Regions from separate parts of the Bombyx mori genome. Here region 2 is linked to region 1. A link is a contact called in public Hi-C data. All regions are on one chromosome and are shown on one strand. Each heading gives the region's core, a stretch centred on a gene start, on an enhancer-like site or on the middle of the called end of the contact. The rest is flanking DNA. Distances are from core to core; before and after follow the strand shown.

The links. A called contact is a pair of places that touch in the nucleus more often than the background predicts.
Region 2: a contact with region 1 is called in a Hi-C map of posterior silk gland, with 2.0 times the contacts expected there. The contact joins the promoter of LOC101746214 here to the promoter of LOC101739798 in region 1. A contact is called at or near these places in 3 of 7 Hi-C or Micro-C datasets (middle silk gland, posterior silk gland and whole pupa).

What each region holds. Positions count from the first base shown.
Region 1 is chr8:9,525,783-9,529,792 of ASM3026992v2, forward strand. LOC101739798 (ubiquitin carboxyl-terminal hydrolase calypso) reads right to left here and starts at 1,722. Exons shown (of 8, transcript XM_004932093.5): 1 at 914-1,722; 2 at 349-496; 3 at 1-61. The coding sequence starts at 1,288.
Region 2 is chr8:9,656,529-9,660,538 of ASM3026992v2, forward strand. It overlaps LOC101746214 (protein suppressor of sable), which reads left to right and starts at 2,159. Exons shown (of 2, transcript XM_004932226.5): 1 at 2,159-3,208. The coding sequence starts at 3,123. LOC101746071 (ubiquitin conjugation factor E4 A) reads right to left here and starts at 445. Exons shown (of 16, transcript XM_038012504.2): 1 at 1-445. The coding sequence starts at 204.

The DNA of each region.
Region 1 (4,010 bases), core at 472-2,971:
CCATCTAGTTCAAACAAATGTCCATTGATTGGTACCAAGCTAACAAAATGGTATGCTTCACCTGAAATAAAATAAAATTTTATAGTAGTTGTAGCATCTGACTGACTTTTGATAGAGAGGATTGTAAGTCTGGATAGATGAGTTGTTATTAATATTATTATAAAAACTGCACAAACATTTAACACAAGGGACAGGAACTTGACAACCTATATTTGAGTAACTGAGTCCAAAAATGAACAGCAGTTTTAATGTTAATTTGAATGTCAAAATGCAAAATCACACAAATACTGTATCAATATCAATGAATATTCAATAATTACTGAAACAAGATGGATCCTTTCGTACTACCTGTAAATCTGCCAGTAGAAACTCCAGCATTTTTGTCTGTCTTTTTGCGTGCTTGTGGTATGGCATGTGAGTTGTGGGCACAAGCCAACTCAGGTGTATTTCCTATTGCCCATCCTTTGTTTTCAGGATTCATACCCACTGTATGATGCTGTGGGTGATATAAGAGACATTTTAATATAACTATGAAAACTAGGGTTAAGTTATTTTATACCAAAGAAAGTAGTTTTAAGCAATATTTCAAATCTGTATTAATTAGTTTATTCTGATACATCTGAATTGAATTTCTTTGGTTTTCCAGTCATAGGCATAATTAAAACTTCTCTTGTTACGACTGGTGTCCATAACTACTAAAACTGTATTTCTTGAGAAAGCGAATGATAAAATTAATATTATTATAATATAGACGAGATTGAATTACAAAACTAGTTTTAATTAAATCCATTTTGCATCTATTATTTATGAACATTTTTGTAAAATACATTAGCTACAATTCTTGCTCAGATTTAAATAGTTTGTAGGAATACTTCAATAGGTTTCTTATTAATAAATACATTTCAGTACTCACTTTTAACCTACTTAATGTTTCTCCTAAATGAAGATTTGGACAGTTTAGTAAAATGGAAAGTAAAGCATGAGTGGCGCAACTGTTGGGTACCATTTGCTGTGCAAAAAAAATATTATTGATGGTCTCCTCATCCCGTACAAAGCTTTCAATTTGTTCAACGAATTTTCGCCTTGATCTGCGCTCTTCTATCCATCTAAATAAAAAGATAAATCCGTACACCGGGCTCTCTAAAGGCTTATGCAGGTCATAAATTTCCTCAACTTGCACACCTTTAACACCGAAATCTTCTAATAGTAAAGTAAAAAGACCAGGATCACTTTCCAATTCTAGCCAGCCTTCGGTAAGACTGTTTAGTTCTACCGGCATATTTTTCATTCAACAATGGTTATTGTTTACGTTTATTGCCGTCGAGTCTTTTGTTTTATTTAGTTTTATAGTTTTATTGTTCCCAAATCTCTGCCCTTTTCCCACCCTAACAATGTTATTGCGTAAATTATTATTAATTGCATATTTTTGCCATTCGTGTTTTGGACAGGCACTGGGAACACAGACCATACAGTCAAGTTTTTATTAAAATAGACCGAAGCCATGTTTGTTGTTTGAAAAGTGAAATGGACTGAATGGAAGGAAATAGAATTAAACGAGGAGACATATTAAGACAACGCCTCTTACTTAAAAAGTGCGAATTTACCGAGAGTTCAAAGAACTTTTTGGAAGATCCCACGAAGCCATGTTCAGCAATTTTGTTTCATTTTCTCACACAAGCACTTTCACAGATGCTAAGCGGTTAGTAAGACACTTGAAGAAATACAGTAAAAACTCTTTATTCGCGGGGTATATGTTCTGTAAATATATATTTTTTTAGTGCCCTTGCAGGCAGACGAGCACACGGCCCACCTGATGGTGAGTGGCTACTTATTCCATAGCCGCATATGCAGCGAATATAGAAATCGTGAATATGGAATGGTAATTTACATATATTATGGAATTATATATGTCGAAGGCGGCTTGTGTTTTAAAGCGGAACTAATACAGCGGCGATATAATATTACAATAAACTGTAGACACAGTTGTATGAAGGGTTTTTTTTATTGCTTAGATGAGTGGACACTACTACTTAAATACTGAATATTTTATATTCACATATTTATTGAATCAATATATCTACCATTATTATCTATACATTGCTGCCATCTAATAGGAAGGTCATTCATTTATGTCTGTGCGATAGAACTCTGGTGATCTAGATTCTACAAACTGTGTGAAAGCATTTTGTACTGCCTCCTGGAAAGAAAACTTTTTATCACGTACAAATTTGTCCAAATCACGAAAAAAATGGTAGTCCGTTGGAGCAAGGTCTGGTGAATACGGAGGATGACGAAAGGTTCCTAATTGCAGTTCCTGTAAAGTTGTAACGGTTTCTCGTGCTGTATGAGGTCTCGCGTTATCATGGAGCAATAATGGTAAAGATCGATTCATGAGTCGGGGCTGGTTCACTGTACATTTTGCTATCATTATTCGGAGTTCGGCATAGTAGACACCATGCTGAGACCACTAAACAGTTACCATTACCTTTTTATTGGTAAGCTTTGTTTTAGGACACTGTGGTGGAATTTGACCTGGGGTCAGCTATTGCATTTTTCGCTTACGGTTATCGTAAAGAATCCACTTTTCATCATATGTCAAAATTCGATCCAATATTCCTTCATTTCTGTATCGATTCAACAAGGCAACATAAGTTTCAACATGCCTTTCAAATCATGAGGCACCCATTTTTCTGAGATTGATCTGAATGAGTCAATATTGTTGGTAGGTAACGTAAAACCGTGCCGCTAATTCCTACGTAGCTTGGCTCGGATCGGTTTCCACCATCTCTCGTGCGGCTTGCGATTTTGTTTGCTGGTTGAGAGGCTTGGTGAATTTTGGTTTTCGAGAAATAAAACTGTTTTGTCTGTGGCGTATTTTTTCTACAGTTATAATGTTAGGTGTTTATTGTTCAAACTTTTTTATATTATTGAAAATGGTGTGTTACACGAATCGAGGATTGGGGGGTAAGGGGAACAATATGGACGACCACTCGCATTACTGCAAATTTGCATATCATCGTCCTCTACTCGTCCATCACTAATACGAGTACGATCTCGAACAATCTCTTTCAATTCATTGTTATTCACATGTGTGGGCGGTCTTCCGTGTGGTTCGTTCTTCAAATAAAAATTACTATCACGAAACCGTTTAAACCAAAATCGAACGGTGCGTTCATTAGCAGTCCCCTCTCCAAACGCAACATTGATATTGCGAGCTGTTTCTGCACCGTTACTTCCGCTTCGAAACTCGTGTTCAAAAATCACTTGAATTTTTGAAGTATCCATCTTTCTTGTCTAAGCTGAATAAAAAAAACAACTGAAAGTCGATAATCGAATGATACACATTTAAAAAAAAAGAGCCTCATAGGAAAAAAGTTTCACTCAAAAATCTCAAACCATGAAGGTTCTATGTCAATTCGAAGTACCTACCTATTACAATAAAACGGCAATTTCATACTTTAACCCACGGGTGGGCAAAAGCCGGCCCGCGGGCCGGATCCGGCCCTTTTGCTAATTTTATCCGGCCCGTTGAAAAATTCCGCACATAAATTTTTTTAAGCTCTTTTATGAGATTTTGTTGACATCAGCATTAAAAAAGCATATGCGGTAAAAAAGCATATGCGGTATAGTCCTCCGGCCCGGGAGACATTTTGAAAATTTCATTTTGGCCCGCGCTTTAAAGTATTTGCCCACCCCTGATTTAACCCCTATTATTTGATATGTAGTTCTCGTCTTATAAGAGAAATCTTATAACTGTCATCAATACATAGAGGAAAAAACACCTTTTTTTTTCTATTAAAATCATTCTAACTTCCTTAGAACCTGTGTCAAATTATGGACTGAAATATTTCGCATTCAAAATGGAATATTAAAATGTATTTCAGTGATCGATTTTTGTGTTATAGTATTTTCTGAATCGACCTTAGGATTGGATGGAAAACCTCACTTTCGTCAAGATGGTACTTAATTACAATACTTTGAACCACCATAACTACGAAAATTTGTAAAAG
Region 2 (4,010 bases), core at 909-3,408, 130 kb after region 1:
TTTTTCATTATTGGGCCGATTTTCGACTGCATTTACATTTATGGTAAAGTAAAAAACATTTTCGACGATGTTGTTTACAATTTCTGTTTCTTCATCAACCTGGACTGGCACAGAAGTAATAGTTATAGGACTGTCTTCCGGAATTGGAGTTTCAGATGGAGAAGTTCCCAGTAACCCAAGAAATGGATTAAACTGTTGAGACATATTTTCGTCTTACCAATTTAAAATTGATATTGTTAGGACAGTTCAGAAAAGTGACAGTGATAAAATTTTGAATAAATATATACAGTGTGATTAATATTCTTAGAAGAATTTAATATTGAAGTCATTCACAAAAAGTTATTGCAATCTGTTTTGTTTTCGAAACTGATGACTTATCACAAATTTGATAAAATTTACATCATTTTACATGACAATAATTTGACATTTTCTCTTCAAGTGATTGAAATCACATGGAAATGACGTTTATCCTTTTAAGTTTCATTCGTTAGCACAGGGGTTAGCTTGATTTATTTTTCGAATAGAATCGATATATGTAATTGTAAAACATAAGCAAGTGTATGTTTGTGTCAGTCGAGAAAGATTCCGATGCACGCTGAAAGCTTCTAATAACACTAACTTTTACCTGCGGTTATATTAGGGTCAAGTTAGAAAAAATAAATTCCTTTGGAATAGTATTTATTTTCTGGATAAGTGGTACTCTGTATCCTTTGGTGAACCCTTGTAGTCGTATTTGAAAAATTACATGTCGATCAATAACAATTAAATAAGCTCACTTTGACCTACGTTTGTACTCACGTTACATTATTAATTCCGAAAGACAAAACACGTTGAATTTTCATGAGATAAAGCTATGGGAGTCTTATCTCTCAATGTGCTCTTGTCCATAAACTATCATTTGGTTTGTAGATCCATTGTTATTTTATTCATGAGACAACGAAAACACTATCATATTTAATAAAGAAAGTGTAGGTATTCGGTGTAGCCCGAGTCATGTCATTTTCTATGTTAAAAAGTATCATAAGTATGTGTTAATCCAGTTACAAACTATCTTTGTGCGAAATTTCATCGAAATCCATTACAGCCATGTTTGCGAGAAAGAGTAAAAATATCAAAGAATATACATTCTATGACATTTTTCTTCATTTGTTATATTATTCATACTTAGTTCATAATTATCGGGCATGTTGCAAACGCACAATGATGGGTGCTAGCTTAACTATTTCCATGAAATTGTCATGCGTTCTAATTAAAATTTAAGACTTCTGTTGTACTTGTTGTTCACTTGGAACATCAATTTTGTGTCAAGGTGTATTAAGCAATCCACGTTTAGGTCCTTGTCTCTGGTTACCGCTTACTGTCAGGTGGGTCATAGTTTTGTATGTCCATGTTAGCAAGTAACAAAAACGAAATAAAGCTTTTTCGTTTTCAATAGCTATTCAATGGGCTTTCTTCATGTGTACCAGCATAGATTTAGAGAACAATGAATAAATATTGAGACTATTTTCTACATTAAATATATGAGTTTATGTTTCAATTGTTTTGTAAATCTAATAGGATAATTTGCTACGCTTCACGGGAGGTAACATAGAATGACAAATGATGCTATTTCATAATACCGATATCTAAAATATTTTTCAAAATAGAGGTCAGAGCTTAATATGCACCGCAGGTCGATTTAATTTCAATTACTAGCATTTACGATTCAGTTTCAAATTTTATGACTAGAAATTCAAAATTTATATCAATCAAAACTGATTTTCAAGCGCATTGACCTTATTTTTAGATTTGAGCGCAAATGACTCGCAAAGATAATTTATTTATAATTTGAGAAACTTTCGTTCTGGCAATTCGACCTTTTCCCTTTTTTGTTGCATTAGCAACACTGGTAAAATTATGTGTCCAAGTTAAGCAACTTATTTTTTATCATTAATGTGAGATTCTATTTTAGAAGTCCAATATGTGACAAAAAATACTTTATATATTTTTAAACTCACATAAAAGCTGTAATTATGACTTATAATCAAATAATCTGATATTTTAGTATTAAAAGCATCACTTAAAGTATCTAAATTGCAGCTTGACTTTGTAGATGGCGCTATAGCTTCCGCTTCACCAGCGCTTCAACAGATTGTGCTGAAAGACCGAACTAAAAATTTTAAGCCCACTGCCATGTTCTGCAGCAGTCGTCGTTCGAAATCATTGTAGCGCACTCGATTTGTTTCGTCTAATGCAACAATGCTATGAATATTTACATAATACATGGCGTATAGTAGTCGCACATAGTGAACCGTTGATTAATGTAAGATTGGTAACACTTATATTATTTGCTAGTTAGGACAATAATGAACGCGTGGCCCCCATTTTAGTGCTTGATCAGGTAGTCTACGTGCTACTCATTACATATTATCGCTTATCGAGTAATACTGGAGATGTTCAGAATAATGGTAATATCAAAGGGTAATATCGTTCAAAATGTGATTCCAATCTAAGTAATGATTGGAAAAAATTCCATCATAAAATGGCGGCATATAATTGATCACGCGATTGTATCGTAGCCGCCATCTTGGCAAAATTTGCATGAGAATGTTAAAAACATTTTTAACGCCAGCTACACTTATTAAATAATATAACACAATTATATATAATAGCTTTGGAACGTATCTCGTCAATCCCATATTTATGTATATATTTACATTTAATTTTATGTACGGGTGTTGGTTCCTATCTATATTCATAATTTTTTATTTCTCTTATTGTGACTCGTAACATTTACTATTTAGGTGTATTATCTGTTGATGTTCGTATTACAAAAACCACAAGTATTTAACTTATTGTGCGTTAACTGCGCAATATACGCAGTCCTTATCGTCGTATACTTTCATATTCAATGCCTTTGTGTGAGTGTAACACCGCGTGACCTCAATGAAAGAAAGGACAAATAATATAGATCTTGCTGTTCTAGAAGGCTGACGTCATGTCATACCGCGGCGAAACCGCAACCCAGCAAGACATTGTGAAATGTGAACGGCCACCCACTGCTTACTTTGCTCGATTCATCAAATTATTAAATTTGAAAGTAGTGGATCTATGAACAGTTACTGTACCGACTTCGACTGTCTATGTTGATTTGGTCTATCATCGCAAACAAGCATTATTGTGATTTTTGGAGAATATTTCCAATGCTTATACTTTCTACGAATATTAGGTATAGTATCTAAGCAAAAAAGGCCACGTCCGTGTCCATTTGGAATATTTTATTAATAGATAACCTATTAAGAACATTTTCGAACAGATTTAATGTTGAAACTTTGAACGTTGAAAGTGTGTGTTGTGCTATATTATGTAATTACACATTGATTACACAAAGGTTTTGATTTTCAGAAAGTACCTAGGTACATACAAAGATTATTATATAAATACGAATTTATTTATGCCCACTTATGTATTTACATTAATAAGCATACCTAACTTATCTCAAATATCTTATTTAAATTAAATGTTGGCTATATAACCAAAATTTCAGCGTAGTTGATGTGACAATGTATGACCTATTTAAAATGTCTTTCATCTTTTGTCTCTTTCACACCAAGCAGTCACTAGTTGTTTTGTCGCAATCGATTTCTTACGCGCACACACACAGTAGGTACTCATAGACACCGGTGTGTATTTGAATGTATTTCCCATACGAGAAAGAAATGGCGTATTTATATCTATTACCAGTAAAACATTTATTTTCTGATTTCAGAAACGAACGTTAATTTTTGATACTTATTTATTTCAATCGCCTATTTAATATACAATTCTCGAAACGCTCACTTGACTGATTCATAGTTTCGAAAGATATCTATTTTGTATTTTTGTTTACGTTAAGAGTTATGTATTACTTGTTTTAACAAATTTACCGGATTTCTTTCCATTCTTTGGTTATAAGACAGTGAATGAGATGTATAACGTTTAAAACTATGAGTAGATTAATGTATGCCTCAGAAATAGTCTATTGGAAAAAC